2 separate regions of the Danio rerio genome follow, and region 1 is linked to region 2. Evidence: chromatin contacts called from public Hi-C data. All regions are on one chromosome and are shown on one strand. Each heading gives the region's core, a stretch centred on a gene start, on an enhancer-like site or on the middle of the called end of the contact. The rest is flanking DNA. Distances are from core to core; before and after follow the strand shown.

What was found. Hi-C and Micro-C count contacts between places; a contact is called where the count stands out from the background.
Region 1: a contact with region 2 is called in a Hi-C map of an unstated tissue, with 3 times the contacts expected there. The contact joins the promoter of kmt2ba here to the promoter of ash1l in region 2. A contact is called at or near these places in 1 of 18 Hi-C or Micro-C datasets (an unstated tissue) and 1 of 4 datasets of contacts at active chromatin or transcription factors (embryo).

Annotation. Positions count from the first base shown.
Region 1 is chr19:10,289,061-10,294,960 of GRCz12tu, forward strand. It overlaps kmt2ba (lysine (K)-specific methyltransferase 2Ba), which reads left to right and starts at 4,629. Exons shown (of 37, transcript XM_684255.10): 1 at 4,629-4,944. The coding sequence starts at 4,657. ndufv1 (NADH:ubiquinone oxidoreductase core subunit V1) reads left to right here. Exons shown (of 11, transcript NM_001003747.1): 11 at 1-405. The coding sequence ends at 24. It overlaps trnam-cau (transfer RNA methionine (anticodon CAU)), which reads right to left and starts at 2,447; the gene lies at 2,375-2,447.
Region 2 is chr19:10,088,883-10,094,900 of GRCz12tu, forward strand. It overlaps ash1l (ash1 (absent, small, or homeotic)-like (Drosophila)), which reads left to right and starts at 4,327. Exons shown (of 27, transcript NM_001346407.1): 1 at 4,327-4,455; 2 at 5,331-5,412. It overlaps LOC141379011 (a long non-coding RNA gene), which reads right to left and starts at 4,561. Exons shown (of 3, transcript XR_012394904.1): 1 at 3,017-4,561; 2 at 2,634-2,682; 3 at 1,111-2,536.

The sequences.
Region 1 (5,900 bases), core at 3,379-5,878, 200 kb after region 2:
CAGAAACAGCAGGCACGCGCTTGAAGACTCCACACTGCCCACTCACCCTGACACTTTACAGTACATTTATTTAAGCAAACCAATCTCGTCTATTACTCACTGCTGTGTAAACTGCTCCCATTCACCTTTTCTTTCTCTTACATCCATTAAGGAGCAGTCAATGAAAACAGTCAAATATTTTAACAGAGTCTGTCCTGTCATGGTGATAAGACTCAATAATATACTTGCGATGCATTAAAGAGTAAAAACTGAGCAGATGTATTCATAAACAGCGAGTAAATGGTTATGGTTAATGTAATTATGCTAAATCCCATACTGATGTTGACGCTGTTTTTCTTGGTTAGAGAATCGTACGCTGTATAAACACTTATTTGTGGAAATAAAGAGCTTGACGTTTAAAAATAATGTTCATTAATTGGGGGTTTGGGGGGGACATGTGTGGTATTTTGGGTTGGTGTTGAACATTAAATTGCAGATCTAATAGTTGGATGAAGGTGAGTTGGTATACACTGCAAAAAATGTTTCTTTTTTAGTTTTTGTCTTGTTTTTAGTCAAAATGTTTAATAATTCTTAAACCAAGAAGAATTTTCTGGATAAGTCAAAAATAAAGTCTTGTTTTCAGAAGTGATGTGTCAATATTAAGTGGGTTGTTTCTTAAAACAAGCAAAATAATCTTGTTTTTGATATGAAGTTACCAAGCCGGCAGATTATTTTGATCGTTTTAAGTAAAAAAACCTCACCTCATTTGGACACATCACACGACCTGACAAAAGTCTTGTTGCTGATTCTTTTTGTAAGACCAACAAATAGTAACCTGACTTCTAACTGATCATTTGGAAAAGTGTCCGAAGGTCGATTTTTTTCCTGCATCCCAATCATCACAAATACTGCAGAAGACCTTTTGAAACCTGCATGGACCCAAGATTCTTAGAGAAATCAGTCAAGTTTGGTGAAGAAAAAAATCATGGTTTGGGGTTACATTCAGTATGGGGGCGTGCCAGAGATCTGCTGAGTGGATGACAACATCAAAAGCCTGAGGTATCAAGACATTTGTGCAGCCCATTACATTAAAAACCATTGAAGAGGGCAAATTCTTCATCCGGATAGCGCTCCTTCACATACTTCAGCCTCCATATCAAAGATCCTGAAAGCAAAGAAGCTCAAGCTGTTCCAGAATTGGCCAGCCCAGTCACCCGATCTGAACAGTCTTTAGCATATCTGGGGTAAAATGAAGGAGGCATTGAAGATGAATTCAAAAAACCTTCATGAACTCTAGGAGTCCTGCAAGAACGCTTTCTTTGCCATTCCAGATGAGTTTATTAATAAGTTATTTGAGTGATTGCTGAGATGTATAAATGCAGACCTCTAAGCTCATGGGAGTCATACACAATATTCATTCTTTCTCCACTGCACCATGACTTTATATTCTATACTGGACAATATTTCTGTTAAGTGACATGACTTTTGTCTAAGCAAAGTCAGAGCTTACTGTCTTAAATAAATATCAAGGCATGATCATATTTTCTTTTGGTAAAATAAGCGTAATCTAGATGCCATTGCCTTTTATTTAAGCCACTTTTGATACCAAATGATCAACTAGAAGTCAAGTTATTACTTTTTGTTCCTAAAACTTTGAGAACTTTGAGAGAAACTTTGAGAAAAAAACTTTTGTCAGGTAGTGTATTTATGAAAACAAGACAATATTTTTTTTACCTATTAAATGCTTCTAGATTTAAAAAGTATTAAATAATTTGGAATAGAAACAAGACAAAAACTCTTAAGAAAAGCACTTTGGCAGTGTGTTTAAATAAAAGCAGCAAAGTACAATAAAAATTAAATTGTGAGATCTTTAAGCTTTTTTTTTTTTAATTATTCATGCAAGTTGCCTTAACGTTTAATGCAGTCCTCAATAGTTAGAACACAATTATATTTGCATATAAATATTTGATTACACTCTTCTAGAACTCAAAAGGTAAAGAAGTTGGAATTAATATATATATATATATATATATATATATATATATATATATATATATATATATATATATATATATTTAGAAAACTTCACAGACAATTCCATTAATTTAAACCTAATAACTATTTTTGAAAACCACTGGAATGACAAATATGTGCATGCTCAAATCGCTGATCTTGGCTGTGTTCATTTAGGTTCCTTTGATGGTTATAAATCATATGTACTATTCTATGTATAAATAGGATGCTACACCTATATTATGATAGTTCTGGTAAGTCCGACAAATAGCTGTGCACATAGACATTATGTAGCAATTAGATCGATAAATCCATAAACCTCACCTGCAATTACTTTTATTTGCAACAATAATCTGTGAAACTCAGAGTTAAAACCTTATCCTGCCCCGTGTGAGGATCGAACTCACGACCTTCAGATTATGAGACTGACGCGCTACCTACTGCGCTAACGAGGCGGTTGTAGTAATGACGCGAAGGTTACGGGTAACTGAAATATAAACCCAAACAGACACAATATGTATTTATTTATTTATACATACCTTAAATACTTTGACTTAAAATGTATTTTTATTTTATTTAAGATACTATTTGCATTTAATGAATCGGTTGCCAGCATAGACTGTAAAGGAAAATGCCAGAAACGTCCTCTAAGCGAAAAATAAGACTGTTGCGACTTCTAACGGGAGATTTTGATACTGCAAGCGAGATTTTTTCATAAAATGTTTTTTTCAGTCAACTAGTAAGAAAATGAAAAAAAAATGCAACATTTAATTTCCATTTATTTACTCATCGATCCATTTATAGTCTGCAGATTTGAATTGTTACAAAAATCCCCACTTAATGTCGGACAAAACCTGCAAAAGCAATAAATTAATATGCAAATAAATGAATATTGATTAAATAAATCTGTATTTTGCTGCATTAATAAAACAATGAATAAATAAATTCGCAAATAAAGAAATTGCCTGATGAAAGGGGTGGTTCTCTTTTCTTAAAAGAAGACCTTTTTACAGTTATACGCCTAATTTTCTATTTAATTATAAGATTTAAATACTGCATTTTAATGATATTTTAAGCTGAATTAACTTGTTGAATGGTCATCATAACCACACTTTTTGATGTACCAGATAACATTATTAACAAATTAACATCATTATTAAAACAGACAATTTGTGGCATATATTGTCATTTATTATGCAAATAACAAACTGGCCTTTTCTCAGAATCTGGCAATTTGAATGCCATAAAAATTCTAACATAATCATAATAATAATATGTAGCGCTTCACGATTGTTCTGGCTTTACATCTTTTATTGGTGATTTTTTTTTTTTTTGAGAATAAGGTTCAAGATTTAGAATAAAAGTTTAGTAAAATGTTTTCTCTATTTAACAACAATAAAGTAGCAAAAGATGAGCACTTACGTCAGATTGTATTTTTTCTTGCTCAGCTGGATGTTTGAAAAATACTTGTTTGCACTTAACAAAACTAATTAGCTGAAGTCACAACAGCCAACAGAAGATTCGGTCGTAAAGCCTTTTTTAATGGATTATTTTTATTTTCACTATTTTCAGCAATCAAGATAGAACAAATGAGCTCAAGTAATATGGGAAAAATTCTGGATCTTTGTCAGTGAGGGGTAGGTCTTCCTTTATTAATCTATTTATCTTTATATATATATAAGATAAATAGATTAATAAACCCACCCCTCACTGACAATATATATATATATATATATATATATATATATATATATATATATATATATATATATATATATATATATATATATATATATATAGTTGAAGTCAGAATTATTAGCCCTGTTGTGGTAAAAAGATTCTCGTCTGCAAAATATTCTAAGTCTCTAAGTCAAACTTTTAAAAAAATGACAAAGTCTGAGATCTCTGAAGTCTTTAGGCAAAGCAGTTTATTGTTACAGCATCGGTAACAATAGAGACAGGTCATTACAGTGTCTGATGAGTATAGGCTAGCACACAGTTTAAATACACTTCTTAGTCCTAATACTCCACTCAAATTTACATTATGTTTAAAGGCAAAAAGCAAACAAAAACGAAATTACACACACCTGTCAACTTTGAGATTAACAGGTTTAACAAAAATTATTTATAAGAGCCATATTCACAAAAAAACAACATTTCTCTTGCATAGATTTCCACTTCAGCAGCACTTACATTCGTAGTTTTATTCATATCTATATGCATACGTTTTTAAATCAGATTGTATATCCAAAAATTGTGATTATTCTACTTTTTCAGTGTATTTTCTGAATAATGGAGATAAAAATAAGAAACTCTTAAAAAAAGAAACCAACATTTTGAAACTGCCTTCCTCTAAGTTCACACATTTTATTTCGTGTTAGAAATATGCAAATCACTAGAGCGTTCATTTGCATAAGCATACAATAATTTAAATTAATTTAAACTACTGCAAATCTTTACAAGTATTAATGTACTCAATCAATTTGGGATGTATGGTGATAACTATTAGTGTCTTCCCTTGAGAAATATTTACAGAATGACGCTTGAAAAAGAAAATAAAACTCCATCTCCCATAATGCCGTTCGTTTCCTCCGCTATCTCGCGCCTTTCCATCTTGTTCCTCTCGAGAGCTCAGCGCCGTAGTTGTTGTTGTGGTATGTAATAATGGCGGCAGCAGGAGGCGGATTAGCAGCCTCGGCTGTTGTAGCGACCGTGAATACCACCGCCACCGTTCGCTGCCGTTTCCCAGGTCGGCCATGGACGGCCCGGAGCCTGCAGAGGACGGAGAAACGCTCTCATGTAGGTCGGGTGAGGGCTGAAGACAGAAAAGGGCCGCGGCCCGTCGACGTTGGAGCAACGCTGAGAGAAGATCCGTGTCTGTCGCGGCTGTTAGGGCTCGCGGAGAAACACAGGCGGCAGCGCGAGGCGGGATTCTGCACCAGCGATGAGGAGGTGAGCGCTCAACTTCCTAAAATACACCACTAATGGGCATTTAAAGTGCAGCTTTTAGCATGTCGCCGAGTTGCTGGTGTCGGTTCCTGCAGAGATGCAGCCACCTGATCGCACGGCCGCGAGCTTTACAGATTACAGAGATGATGGTGCCTCTGAAAAGTGTTTGGAGAGACTGAGATAAAGTTGGTTTTGTATTCCGACTTTCTCCTCAATAATGTAATTTCAGAAAAGTATTCTTTGCACATTTTAAATATTGGAATCATATTAGCATATTAGAATCAAAGCGCAACAGTGTTCACAGTCTATTAAATAGTGCTAATGTTGTTTTGAAGTGCTAACATGCGATTTCAGACTCGATGTTCAAAGTAACTTGTCACAAGATATCACCGTTTAATGGGAACGGATGTGAGAATATATAAACAACTTTACCTCAATAAAGAGACTGAGGTAAAAATGGTTTTATATACGGACTTCTCCTTAATATAATTTCCGAAAAGTATTTGCTTATTTTAAATAAAGAAATCATATTAGAAGCCAATGACTCAAAATGCAACATTGTTCACAGTTAATTAAATAGTGCTAATGTTGTTTTGAAGTGCTAACATGCGGTTTCAGATCCAATACACAAAGTAGCGTGTCACAAGATATCACTGTTCCGAAGTGAACGGATGTGAGAATATATAAACAACTTTACCTCAATAAAGAGACTGAGGTAAAGTTGGTTTCATAATTGGACTTTCTCCTTCATAATATAATTTCAGAGAAGTATGATGTGCAAATTATGAATGGGAAAATCGCATTAGCAGCCCATGATTATTAACGTAACTTACAACATTGTTTACAGTCTATTAAATAGTGCTAATGTTGTTTTGGAGTGCTTGTATGCGGTTTCAGACCCAATATTCAAAGTAACGTGTCAACTTGCCACTGTTCAATTGTGAACGCATGCAAGAATA
Region 2 (6,018 bases), core at 3,077-5,576:
CTCAAAGTCTGCATGATCTGAAAGTTGCTGAGACGTTTACATCAGTAAGTAGATGTACTAACAACTGAAATGGAATATTAAGTAGGGGGCGGGGCTTTCTTGTTGCACATCATTCTCAAATGGTAGTTCAGTTCAATTTTATTTGCATAGCGCTTTTTGCAATTATTGTTTCAAAGCAGCTTTACAAAATGTGCACCCTATTGGATTACATTCAAATCAGAGATGTTAGTTACTACTATCTTTAATTAACTAGTAACAAATTATTAATAGCTTTAAACAGTTAAACGTTACTATATATAAACACAGTCAATCTGCAGTTACAGTATATAGAGGATGTCTATGTTCAATAAAGTGTATTTGTGTATTAAGTGTATGTGTTGTCCTCTAAATCTAATCTAAGTCTTGGATTAAGTGAAGCAGCACAATCTTTAGAGGCCTCAGGATGGGCATTCCAGGTGGAAAAAGACAGCAAAGAAAATAATTAGCGTAGCTGCTGCTGTTGATAATGTGTTTGAACAAGATATATTAATGTCAATGTGAAAATTAAGTGGTATAAATTAAAATAGGTGCTAAATAAACAAACATATAAAACATAGAAGTATTTTGAACAAAGTGCCTGGTGTATATAGAGAGGATTGGTGTATGTCCTTCAGGTGGATTGTCAAGCCCACTCACCTACGGGAGCACATTCACGCATCCTACAGTTATGTGATGCATTTGCTTTATCAGTCTTTAATCTAGTTTTGAACTGCGAGAGTGTGTCTGAGGCTCGGATATCATCACCAAGGCTATTCCAGAGTTTATAAGCCATATGTGAGAAGGCTCGACCTCTTTTAGTGGACTTTGCTATTCTGTGTACTACCAGAAGCCCTGAGTTTTGAGATCTTAAAAGAGGGGCATTGTAAGCAATTGGTCAGACATTGATTGAAGAAATGTAAAAAAAATAATAATAATTTCAGTGAATTAAGCTGCACGGACTGTTCACCTAAAGAATAAAAATGTGCAATGGAAGGATTCTCGTCCTCCCACTCATGCTCAGTGGATTAGAGAAACTATGTTTTGTCTTTATTTGGAAAAATTTAGGTTTTCATTAAGAGGGGAGGAGGGGATATATTTTAAGGTGTGGCAACCTTTTATTCATTATGTGGAAAATCTCAAATAATTTGATTTTACTGTACATATGGTATGTATGGTATGCTTTTTTTTGCCTTTATTTTAACAAAACAAAATAGAACAGAACAATGACCACAGCTTACAACTTACAAATTTCTCAACATCACAGCACATAATGAAAATCAAAATCAAAAAGAAGACATAAAAATACAGAGTAATAATAAAAATAGAAAAGTGCATAAATTAACCAAGGTTTATGGTGATCTAAGGTTTTGCAAAAATATACCTTAAATCCTAGGACCTATATATTCAAGGAACGGAGTCCAGATCTGATAAAAAGTGTCCCCTTTTCCCCTTGACCAGTGAGTAAAGTATTCCAATGACATAAGATCAAATATGCCATTCTGATACTGTTGGTGCTTTATTAGATATCCATTTGAGAAAAATACATTTACGTGCAGCATAGGTAAGAAAGTTAAACAACTTCTTGTTACTTGCACTCTTTAAATTATTATCAGTTAGACCTAACAAAAAATTAAGAAAATCAAAGTCTCATCTTGTATTAAATATAAGACTTAATCTCCAACAAATCTGTGCCCAATAGCCTTTAATATGTGTCCAAATACAATGTATAAAATTACCTTCTTCAACTTTGCATTTTAAAGAGAATGGAGAATAATTTGGATTTAACTTATGTCTAGTGATGGGGTAATTTGGAGACGATGTAAAAGTTTGAACTGTTGTTCTTTAGTTCTATTACAGATTGATATATTGCCAGCATGGTATGCTTTTTTATTTTACCAGAGACATGAGGGATATTTTGAGTAGCCCCTCCCCTTTAAAAAAATAGCCAATAGTGTTTTGTTTATATCACAGGGTTTGCCAGCAAAAGTGCATCTTGGCAGCAACAGTCTACAGTAATACTTCTGTATCTGTGTCTCCACCTTAAAATAAAGCATTCAGAACTCCAAATAGGTTCAAATAAGCTTTGAGGTCTGTGCTGACGTTTGTATATAATTGTAATTTGTGTGGACTAGAGTAGATCATACGTGTATTGTAGCAGTTTCTGTGACATTAATGTGAATCCAGACCATATTTACACTGAGTTGTTCATCCCTCTAGGCTGTATAGCCCACTATGCACCATTCCGGAGTTGAAATCCTACTTACCTGTATGCTGACTGTGTAGGCGTGTGTAAAAGACATTTTCTACCTTGGGGCATAGAAAAGTTATTGAATATGCACACAGAACGTTTCAACATCCTGGCTTTTTGGGTTTGCTCCCTGCACTGTTACTGCAGCACTCCATTACATTTTCTCATGTATGCAGGTGTTCAGGCAAACCCATGGTATAAATGCTTAATTCCATGTGAATAAATGACCAATTGCAGCTGTGTCTTGTGGAGGACGGGATGATTCGCATCCTGAAAAGCATTGGATTGGTCAGAAAACCTGATGAGAAGATGTGTGTGTGATGTCATAAAAAACTGAGAGTGACACACTGTATTTTTTAATGCTCACATCTTCCAAATGTTAATTTTGACTTGGAGCTCACAATCTTATAGATGACCTAAAATATAAAATAAATAAAAAATTTCAGGGGGATTTAAAGTGAATTATTAACTTAGAACACAGACTTGAGAAACACGATTATTTAAATAATAAAAGTGGAGTTTAGATCAACTTTCCATTACATTTCCTCATATATCCAAGTGTTTAGGCAAAGCTTGGAATAATTAGTAAAGCAAACCTTGGTATAAATGCTTATTTACATGTGAATAAATGACCAATTGTTATGGGGAGTGGGATTGCTCCACTGAAGAGCATTTGATGGTCAGAAAATCTGATGAGAAGATTGAGTCATAATAAAGTGAAAGGGATAAACTGATTTTGTGAATGCTTACTTGTATCTTCGAAATGTCGTTTTGGAGGTCACACTCTTATAGATAACCTTAAGATACAAACCCCTTCAAAATGATTTCAGGGGAACTTTAAACTGAAAGATTAATCCAAAACACAGATTCGATAAAAAAACAAAAAACAAAAACAACACATAGTTAATTTGATGATAAACAGTGGGCAGTTCAGATCAACACTCCATTACATTTTCTCATATATGCAAGTGTTCAGTCAAACCCTTGGTATGAATGCTTAATTCCATGTGAATAGATGACCAATTCCAGCTGTGTCTAGTGGGGGGCGGGATGCTTCGTATCCTGAGGAGCATTTGAGATGATGAGAAGATGTGTGTGTGGTGATGTCAAAAAAACAGTGAAATGCTCACATCTTCCAAATGTAAAGTTTGACTTCCTTTTGGAGCTCACAATCTTATAGATTACCGAAAATAAACAATTAAATTTTTTTTAGGGGGATTTAAAGTAAATGATTAACTTAAAACACACATTTGAGAAGCACTGCTAATTAGATATTAAACGTTAAGGAGTTTAGATCAACTTTCCATGAAAATTCTTCATAAATCCAAGTGTTTAGACAAACCTTGGTATAATTGTTATAGCAAACCTTGGTATAAATGCTTAATTACATGCGAATAAATGACCAATTGTTTCGGGGAGTGGGAATGCTTCACTGAAGGGCATTTGATGGTCAGATAATCTGATGAGAAGATGAAGTGCATCGTGATGTCATAAAAAAGTGAAAGTGATAAACTGCAATTTTAAAATCTGACTTTTCTATCTTCCAAATGTGATTTTTGACTCCTTTTTGGAGCTCACAATCTTACAGATAATCTGAAACAAAAACTTAAAATGATTTCAGGGGGCTTTAAAGTGAATCATTAATTTAAAACATATTCAGCTCCTCTCCTAATGATTCTGCTCACTCACACGGTTACACAACCCGCCTCACGGCTACGATTCCCACGGGAGTCTCGATATTTCACTGTGGGTAAACACTGCCACGAGCGTGCGACAACACGAGCCCCCTTTTGAGGAGTCATAGCCTACATTTTCTTTTAACGAACCAACATTTTTCAGAATTAGGTAACGTTACAGAGTGTGTGCTCGTTCGTTGTATATTTATATCATGGACCATAATAAAAAACATTACTCCCTAGATTTAGTCAAAAGTGTGTAAGTGAATTTCTAGGAGAAAGTGCCTAACAGCCGTCGAGTCGACAACTGCCCTCTCCTCCCTCCCTCCTGGCCGTCCACTCCTCCTCCTCCTCCCGCTCCGCCTGTGAGAATGCCCGTGCTGTACTGACAGAAACGATACGGGCTAAGCAGACATGGAGGCCCGATTGACGAGAGAGGCCCGTTCCGACGAGCCAGAGCTTCACTAACTCGGACCCGGAGAGAATTTCGGGCGACATATCGGATTATCACGGGTAACGAGCGACGCACACGAGACAGGGGAGAGGTGGAAGAATTTGAGGGAGAGATCCATTTCGGGTCCCTCTGTTGATTCAACGCAGCAGCCGCCATTTTGTTGACAGTTCGTGTTTTTAATAACCCGTGCAGGGCTCATCCCGGAGAGCGTTAGATTTTTGCATTCCGCTTCTTTTGGTCCTTCCGAGGATATTTATGCTCATTTTTTGTTATTTTTTACTGAAGGCCTGATGGAGAAGGGGACGGTTTACTCATTCCCTTCGCACCAGCAGCGGTTGCTTCGTTACATTACTCGTATGGACAAATCGCGGGGGTTTTGCTAGCAATGCCAGCAAATGTGTCTTGACAGGACAGCTCAGTCGTTTCGTTAAGAGTGTGGGGTTGATAGTAGTGATTAGCGGGTGTGAATTCACTCGTATAGAGGGTTGTAAACAACACATAGACGTGAATTGGATGGCCGTTGACGTTGTGTACGTGTGGTTACAGCCTCGATGTTGAGCAAAACCAACTTACCTTGCTCCAGACATGTGTCTTTCAAAATTGCAATGGCAGCAAGGTATTTTGACGTCCCGCTGTAGTAACCCTTTCACTTGCTATTATTGTTTCACACAGACTGGGTTTGGACATATTTAGTAGTGTCCTGAGGTTGAGCTCAATATATATGCTCTTCGCTAACGAGCTATGCTAGCTAACGTTATATTAGGATCATAAACCGTGACCAGTGCGCCTCACGTAGATAAATATCGTTACTTGCGGGGTGACTGGATCAACAGACTAACGTTAGGCTAATGTTTTGTTATGTCATACATTGGTTGGAATGTTCTTACGAGAAACGTGACGCCTTTTTCCCTCTTGCTTTTTTTGGGTACATCAGCAATTTCAAGATAAATATCCGAGCGACCATGCTGGGAGGATTTTGACCGCAAATTATGTGAACGCCGTTCTAGCTCGCTAAGGTAAGTTCTTCATACTTTATTCTGCATTTAGACTTCAAATGTGCTATAAATGCTCTGTAATCTAGATGTTTGTGTATTCTTTGAGTACATTTGTTCGAACTAGAAAGGGAAAACGCAGTATTTTGATGCATGACATGCGCGTAACGCTTTGTTTGTTTGTTATTGCTAAACGTAATGCGGCTTGGAAAGTGTTACGGTGTTCATTCATTCAGAAGTTATGATCAGCGAGCCTTAAGTGTTCATAAAAAAGGCTTAATTCATAGAAACGAACCTTCAGTGGCACCTGCCAGTAGATCATCCTCAGTTAACCTCGTTCACAATAGGGTTCATTGCACGTGCAAATTGCGCGCGCCTTTGCCTGGTTATAGTTTTTCCCCATTGGAGCAGATGTCTGAGAAGTGGAGGAAAGTGTAGAAAGTGGTGTCTGGAGCCCTTGAGCAACCTTTGACCTCTGACTCCGCTGTCAAGGAAACCAGAAGCTTCCCGCTGACTGAGAGCTGTTTGAGTGGATAGCAGTGATTTCAGGCATTTATTTGTGGTCGGGGAAGATTTGAAATATAAGTGCAGATTAATAGCAGATCCCAATGCTTTTGCCGGCAACATTAC